Regions from separate parts of the Drosophila melanogaster genome. Here region 1 is linked to region 2. The links are chromatin contacts, called in public Hi-C maps. All regions are on one chromosome and are shown on one strand. Each heading gives the region's core, a stretch centred on a gene start, on an enhancer-like site or on the middle of the called end of the contact. The rest is flanking DNA. Distances are from core to core; before and after follow the strand shown. Region 1 holds the start of SMC3 (Structural maintenance of chromosomes 3). Region 2 holds the start of CG8939.

What was found. A called contact is a pair of places that touch in the nucleus more often than the background predicts.
Region 1: a contact with region 2 is called in a Hi-C map of the Kc167 cell line, with 1.9 times the contacts expected there. The contact joins the promoter of SMC3 here to the promoter of CG8939 in region 2. A contact is called at or near these places in 5 of 107 Hi-C or Micro-C datasets (the Kc167 cell line, the S2 cell line, brain and 1 more).

What each region holds. Positions count from the first base shown.
Region 1 is chrX:16,591,908-16,595,115 of dm6, reverse strand. SMC3 (Structural maintenance of chromosomes 3) reads left to right here and starts at 1,677. Exons shown (of 5, transcript NM_078650.3): 1 at 1,677-1,764; 2 at 1,842-1,956; 3 at 2,033-2,172; 4 at 2,370-3,208. The coding sequence starts at 1,750. Ubc7 (Ubiquitin conjugating enzyme 7) reads right to left here and starts at 1,439. Exons shown (of 4, transcript NM_001298405.1): 1 at 1,073-1,439; 2 at 929-1,010; 3 at 586-845; 4 at 1-425. The coding sequence starts at 1,115. The coding sequence ends at 307.
Region 2 is chrX:15,995,647-15,998,755 of dm6, reverse strand. CG8939 reads right to left here and starts at 1,740. Exons shown (of 2, transcript NM_132871.3): 1 at 1-1,740. The coding sequence starts at 1,632. It overlaps exd (extradenticle), which reads right to left. Exons shown (of 5, transcript NM_001272663.2): 5 at 2,247-3,109.

The DNA.
Region 1 (3,208 bases), core at 428-2,927, 600 kb before region 2:
AATAATAGAAATTATTAGAATTTTCACTTTTCTTGCCAACTTCTCACTCCGCCTTCACCTGGCCTCGTGTCCAACTACCAGTGATGTACTTCAGGTAATAGGCCCTCCAGTTAAGTCCGGTGAGGCAGTCAGTGTGCTAGATAAACTTGAGTTAGTCGATTTTGACGTTAGGTTCTTCATTTTTGCTAATTTGAAACTTGTGTCGGTTAGCTCAACGAGGGATTTTTGAGAAAACTATGGGTTAGCGAGTTGTTGGAATCGTGTTGTTCAGGGTAGAAAGTATTGACGGTGACGCACATGATCCATTTACGCCGGTAAACCAAGAGTTTTGCGCACCAGCCGTCGGGCGATGGCGTTGAACTCATCCCTCTGTTCGCGCCACATAATTGCTGCATCCACATTAGCGCCGCTCTCATCGTTGGGTTCTGTGGGCAAAAATGAACGACATCAGTTTGAACTTAAGGAATGAACAAGTGAAGTGAACTATCGGCATGATCAACCATATAATCTAGTGAACAAATGAACTTGGAAGTAGATACCCCCGTTGGAATTGCCCTTAAGACTTTATTGTGACTTTTTTCTTACCCGCCAGCATGCTGACCACACTAAGCAAAATCTTCTCCACGCTCTGGACAGGACTCCAGCGCTCCGCGGATAGCTCGTAGCCCATGGGATCGTCGCCGGGTGCGTGTAGTATTGATATGCAGACCCGCCCGTCGGCGAATATGTTGGGATGGAACATGTCACAAGTGAATTTCATTTTAGGCGGACTCAGAGGATAGTCGGTCGGAAAGATGAGCCGGGCAGGAAACACTCCGCCCTCGAAACAAGTGCCCTCAGGTCCGCTGCAAAGGGCAAAGTGCAATTAATGGGTTAATCTGTCCACATCTGTCCGATCCGTGTCGATCGTTCGGGGATCTTAACTCACGCAATCAGTGCCTCCCACTCGAAGAAGTTGTCCTCGCTGATGGGGCCGGCCACAATGCCCTCGGGCGGGTCAAGTGTTAACTCTGGAGATGATCGGAGCGGTGGTAAGGGAAAGCTGTTGCTGCCCTGTGGACTTTCGACTCACGTTTGTATTCCGCCATCAGGCGGCGCAGTGCGGACCCAGCCATCCTAAATGCGCTCGATGGTAATGATGATGGTTCAGTTCACGGGCTCCTTCTCCCCACTGTGACCACTTCCTTTGAGTTTCCTTCAGCTGCTTCTCCGTTTCCTGTCCACCTGCTCCTGCACCTGCTACACCCGAATGGGGTCCTTGCTTGTTTTGGCGGCAATCGCGAACTTTCCAGATCCTCGGGCACGGGTCAAAATACAGACACGTCGTAATATAATAAACACAAACGGTGTTCCGTGTTTATTTATATCGAATGAATCGAGTGGCTTTCTATAAAAATATATCTGTACTGAGTGAATTTAACAAGAGTAATCGATTCGATTCGATAACGTCGGCTATCGTTGTTTTAGTATTTCACACCTTCAAACTACCTTATTAAATTAATTATTTGTTTGCTTCTTAAACCATTATTGATGGACACTTTTAGTTGTAAAATTTAAAATTATTTTTTTGTTTTATATCATTTGAATTTTTGGTTCGATTGCAAGCCAGTGTTTTTCAAAGTTGGGATATCGATGACATCGATAGTGAAACGCAAACATCGATAAGTCGCTGCCCGAGTCGATATTATTTATGTATTTGTTGTAAAACAAAAAGAGCGCGATTTTGTGCAAAAAATCGCATATAATAAGATGCACATCAAGCAGGTGAGTGTTGAAATGACGGCCATGCTCCTGGCCACCCATTGGACACCGAAGATCTGAAATCCACCCGTTAATTCCAGATTATTATACAAGGCTTCAAGAGTTACAAGGACCAGACGGTGGTGGAACCATTCGACAAGCGCCATAACGTTGTTGTTGGACGTAATGGCTCCGGGAAGAGCAACTTCTTCTACGGTTAGTATCAGCTCCAGCCTGCCTGTTCAGCTAACCATATTTAATCGACCCTAATGCTATCCCATCCACTTTGCAGCCATCCAGTTTGTGCTAAGCGATGAGTTCACCCACTTGCGGCCGGAGCAGCGTCAGTCGCTTCTGCACGAGGGAACAGGTGCCCGCGTCATCTCCGCCTATGTGGAGATCATCTTCGACAACTCGGACAACCGAGTTCCAGTGAGTAGTCAAACCAAGTGACCCAGAAAACATAGTCTTTGCAAGAACTCTACTGCCTTGGAAGATGTAGTCAATGGTTGTAACATATCGCTCAAAATCCTCTAAAGCAACCCGCTCATAGCATCTTCTCATAATATTCAAACTTATAGGCAAACATTTCTAGCCACTTCATAACTGACGCTACGCTTATTTTGTAGATCGACAAAGAAGAGATCTTTCTGCGGCGCGTGATTGGCGCCAAAAAGGACCAGTACTTCCTCAACAAGAAGGTGGTGCCGCGCAATGAGGTGGTCAATCTGCTGGAATCGGCTGGTTTTTCCAGTTCAAATCCCTACTACATTGTCAAGCAGGGCAAAATCAATCAGATGGCAACTGCCGCCGATTCCTATCGTCTCAAGCTGCTACGCGAAGTCGCGGGAACGCGTGTTTACGACGAACGGAAGGAGGAGTCGTTAAATCTATTGCGCGAGACGGACAGCAAGGTGGAGAAAATCAGCGAGTACCTAAAGACCATCGAGGATCGGCTCCAGACGCTCGAAGAGGAGAAGGAAGAGCTAAAGGAGTACCAGAAGTGGGACAAGACGCGCCGCACGCTAGAGTATATACGCTACGAAACCGAGCTGAAGGACACCAAGAAGGCTCTCGACGAGCTCCAGCTGCAGCGCAAGTCGTCCTCGGACAAAAAGAAGATCTACAACATTGAGATTCAGAAGGCACAAGAGAAGATCAAGGATGTGCAAAAGAACCTTAAAGAGGCAAAGAAGAAAGTGCAGAGCACAAAGGAGGAGCGCTCCGTACTGATGACGGAGCAGCAACAGTTACTGCGCGAGAAAACGAAACTAGACCTAACCATTGTCGATCTAAATGACGAGGTTCAGGGCGACAACAAGTCCAAGGAGCGGGCTGACCAGGAGCTTAAGAACCTTAAGGTAACGATAGCCGAACGCGAAAAGGAACTGGACGACGTAAAGCCCAAATACGAGGCGATGAAGCGCAAGGAGGAAGACTGCTCCCGAGAGCTGCAGCTCAAGGAACA
Region 2 (3,109 bases), core at 491-2,990:
GTCATCCGACTGGATATTCTGTAGTACATCCTTCTCGTACCACAGCTGTACGCGTTGCTCTCGCTTGGTGTTTTTGTCACGGAAATCATTGGATTTAATCAGCGGATTCTCGGAGCGTTTCTTTCTCTTGTTTTTGCCCTTTGCATTGCCCTCATCATTGTCGTCGTCACTGAGGCCCAGGCCCTGCTTATCATTGATTTGATCCTCGTCGTCGGAGGCCTCGCTTTGCTCCTCATCATTGTCATCGTCATAGTTTAGATCATCGTTGATGTTGCCCTCATCCTTGTCGAAATACTTGTATTTTGGCAGCTTTGTTTCCTCGGGCTGCGATTCATCGACAGCAAAATCGGGTTGCACGTCTAGCAGCTCGTCAAGCTCGGCAGAGGTGCGAATATTCTTGAGGTCAAAGATTTCGTGCTCCATTTCCTCGACCGGACCATCGTCTCCCTTGATCACCATATTAAGGTTCATCTTCTCGTGCAATTTCGCCTTGGTCTTGAGCGTCTTCTTACGCTTACGCTTCAAGTCCTTCTTCTCCTCTTCGACAATTGTCTCAATTTGCGTTTGCAGCTCGGCATCTTCCATGTCCTCGATTTCCGCTTGCGTCAATGGCTTGGGCTTCTCATCTGCGGCATTGCCGACGACCAGTGGGGTTTCCTTTTCAACGAACAACTCCCTAACATCCTTCCACCATTGCACGAGACCCTTGATATCCTTGCGGCCCAATACCTTCAGATCCTTGCAGCACTCGAGAATCTCTGGCGTGGTCTTCTTGTGATTGGCAATGCGCTGATCATCGATGCGAATCGAACCGATGCCCTGCAGCGCAGCCAGTGCATTTTCAGCCTTCAGGAACTCTGTGGCAGCCAGATCGTTGCGCAGCGCAATATCCTGGGCCGTATAGCCCTCGGCCTTGATGCGCTTTTGCTTTTCGGGATGCAGCAGGCTGCTCTTCTTTTTGGCATCGAGATCCAGCTCCTCGAACACATACTTCGAGTCCAGGAGACGGGGATCAATGTGATCGGGCGCCAGGTAGCCCTGACAGACGACGAATATCTCGGCGGATTCCTTACGCGACGCACTCGGCTTGGTGGCGTGCACCTTCTTGAACAGCTGCTTGAGCACCCAGAGCAGGGCATTGTAATCCTTGGAGCGGAAAACCTTCGTCACAAACCAGCCGCCGTTGCGCAGAAACTGTGTGCTCAACTTGAGCGCGTTGAGGGTGAGACAGATCTGCTGATAGGCATCGTACAGCCAGTTCCTACCCACATTGGGAGCACCGTCGTGGAGCACAACATCGGCCTTCCACGATTGCAGCTCCTTGGTCAGCGATTGGCGGCACTTCTCGGTGGTGATGTCCTCGACGAGACCAATGCAGCCGGCAATGGGACGGATGGGAAAGAGATCCACGCCGATCACAATGCTGGACACCGGCATATTCTGCTTGGCCACCTGCATCCAGCCACCGGGAGCTGCGCACAAATCCAAACATACTTGCGATTGTTGGAGGAAACCGAATTTGCGATTCAGCTGGATCAATTTGAAGGCGGCACGCGATCGCAGGCCCGTCTCCTTGGCCAACTGGTAGAACTTATCCTTGCGCGTCTTTCCAACTTTCGTCTTCTTGCCCATTGCTGCTGGCTTTTCGTACAATTACGATAAAAATCAAAACGAATTCAAATCAAATGTCGAATTCGTGCACGTGTTGCCAACAGTGTGGCCGTATTGACAATTCAAAGTATTCCGGGCAGTGCCAGCATGCGCGTCAAGGTAGCGGCGATTGAGTGCTAGATAAGTGGAACGTGTTCTTAAATTGTGGAATGCATTGGGGCAGCGGGTGAATTTTTTTAAAATTTCTACTTTATTATTTATAAATTTAAAATTGGTCGATCAAAGTGATTTATATAAATTACTACACACTTTTGGGAATAACTGTAAGATGTGGGGTGAAGTACATTAAGCCGTAATGAACCATAATAAAAATAAAATACGCCTAAAATTAAAATTTTTTGTCTGTTTTACAGCTGCCAAAAATCTAAAAAATTAAAATTCTTCTGTTTTTATTGACCAACCCCACATAAAAGAATGATTTCTATCTGTGAGCCAGATAGTTTTAATTAAAGAAGAGCAAGTGTATCTACAGATGCTCCATCTCTTTCTATTACGTGTATAGATTATCTGCAAAGGATAACGCCCTTTTCTTTAATACTCCCAAAAAACCATTAATTAATACTTCGTTTTGATTTATTAAGTTATTTGTGTAAAGTTGTGTATTTATATATTTTTCTATTGTTATCCAAAATGTTTAATGCAGTACCTTACTTACTGAAATACATTGAATGGTTTCATTTGACCGTAATGTGAGCGAAAGTCTGTCAAAGACATATGTTATTTATCATTTAAAATTATAATCGTTTTGTATACTTTCAAATAATCTGTTTTCATATCCGTTTTAATTGGGGGCAAAGAGTAGTGTACACTTCTTACTAAGCGAAAGACGAATTTGTTCTTGATTTTATAATGCAATTAAGTTGGGAAGTTCGTTTTTATAGCAAGAAATCCATTAAGATTTAATGTTTAATACTTTTTAGGATGTAAGAAACAAACAATTGTTTTGAGACTTTTAAAATACACGTTAATAAATCTATTAAATGTTATAAGCTGTTAAATAATACAATTCGTCCTTCGATAGAAATGTGACATTTTGTTTATCCAAGACTTTTCTTTTCCGTTTTTACATTCAAAATATTTTTGTAATTAGTTGACGTGTGTGCGGATAACAACAACATGTATTATTTATTTATTTGATATACATCGTATACATGGTTTAGTTTCGTATTTTCGTATTGTTCAAGTTTTTAAAAATTTCGTACAGTTTTAAATTCAGTAAACACTATTTTGCTGTCGTATACGTACTGTAGCCAAAAAAGAATCGTCATAGTATGATTTACATGCAATATTTGTATATACCCGCAAATGTAGGTAAATGTATTAAAATATATTTATACACAGCTGCGGTCAAAATAATAGCTCTGAAACTTGTGCCTCCTCCACTCGTTGTGAAAATATTCGTATACTACCAGTTTAATCGAGTTTCTTTGCATATGTT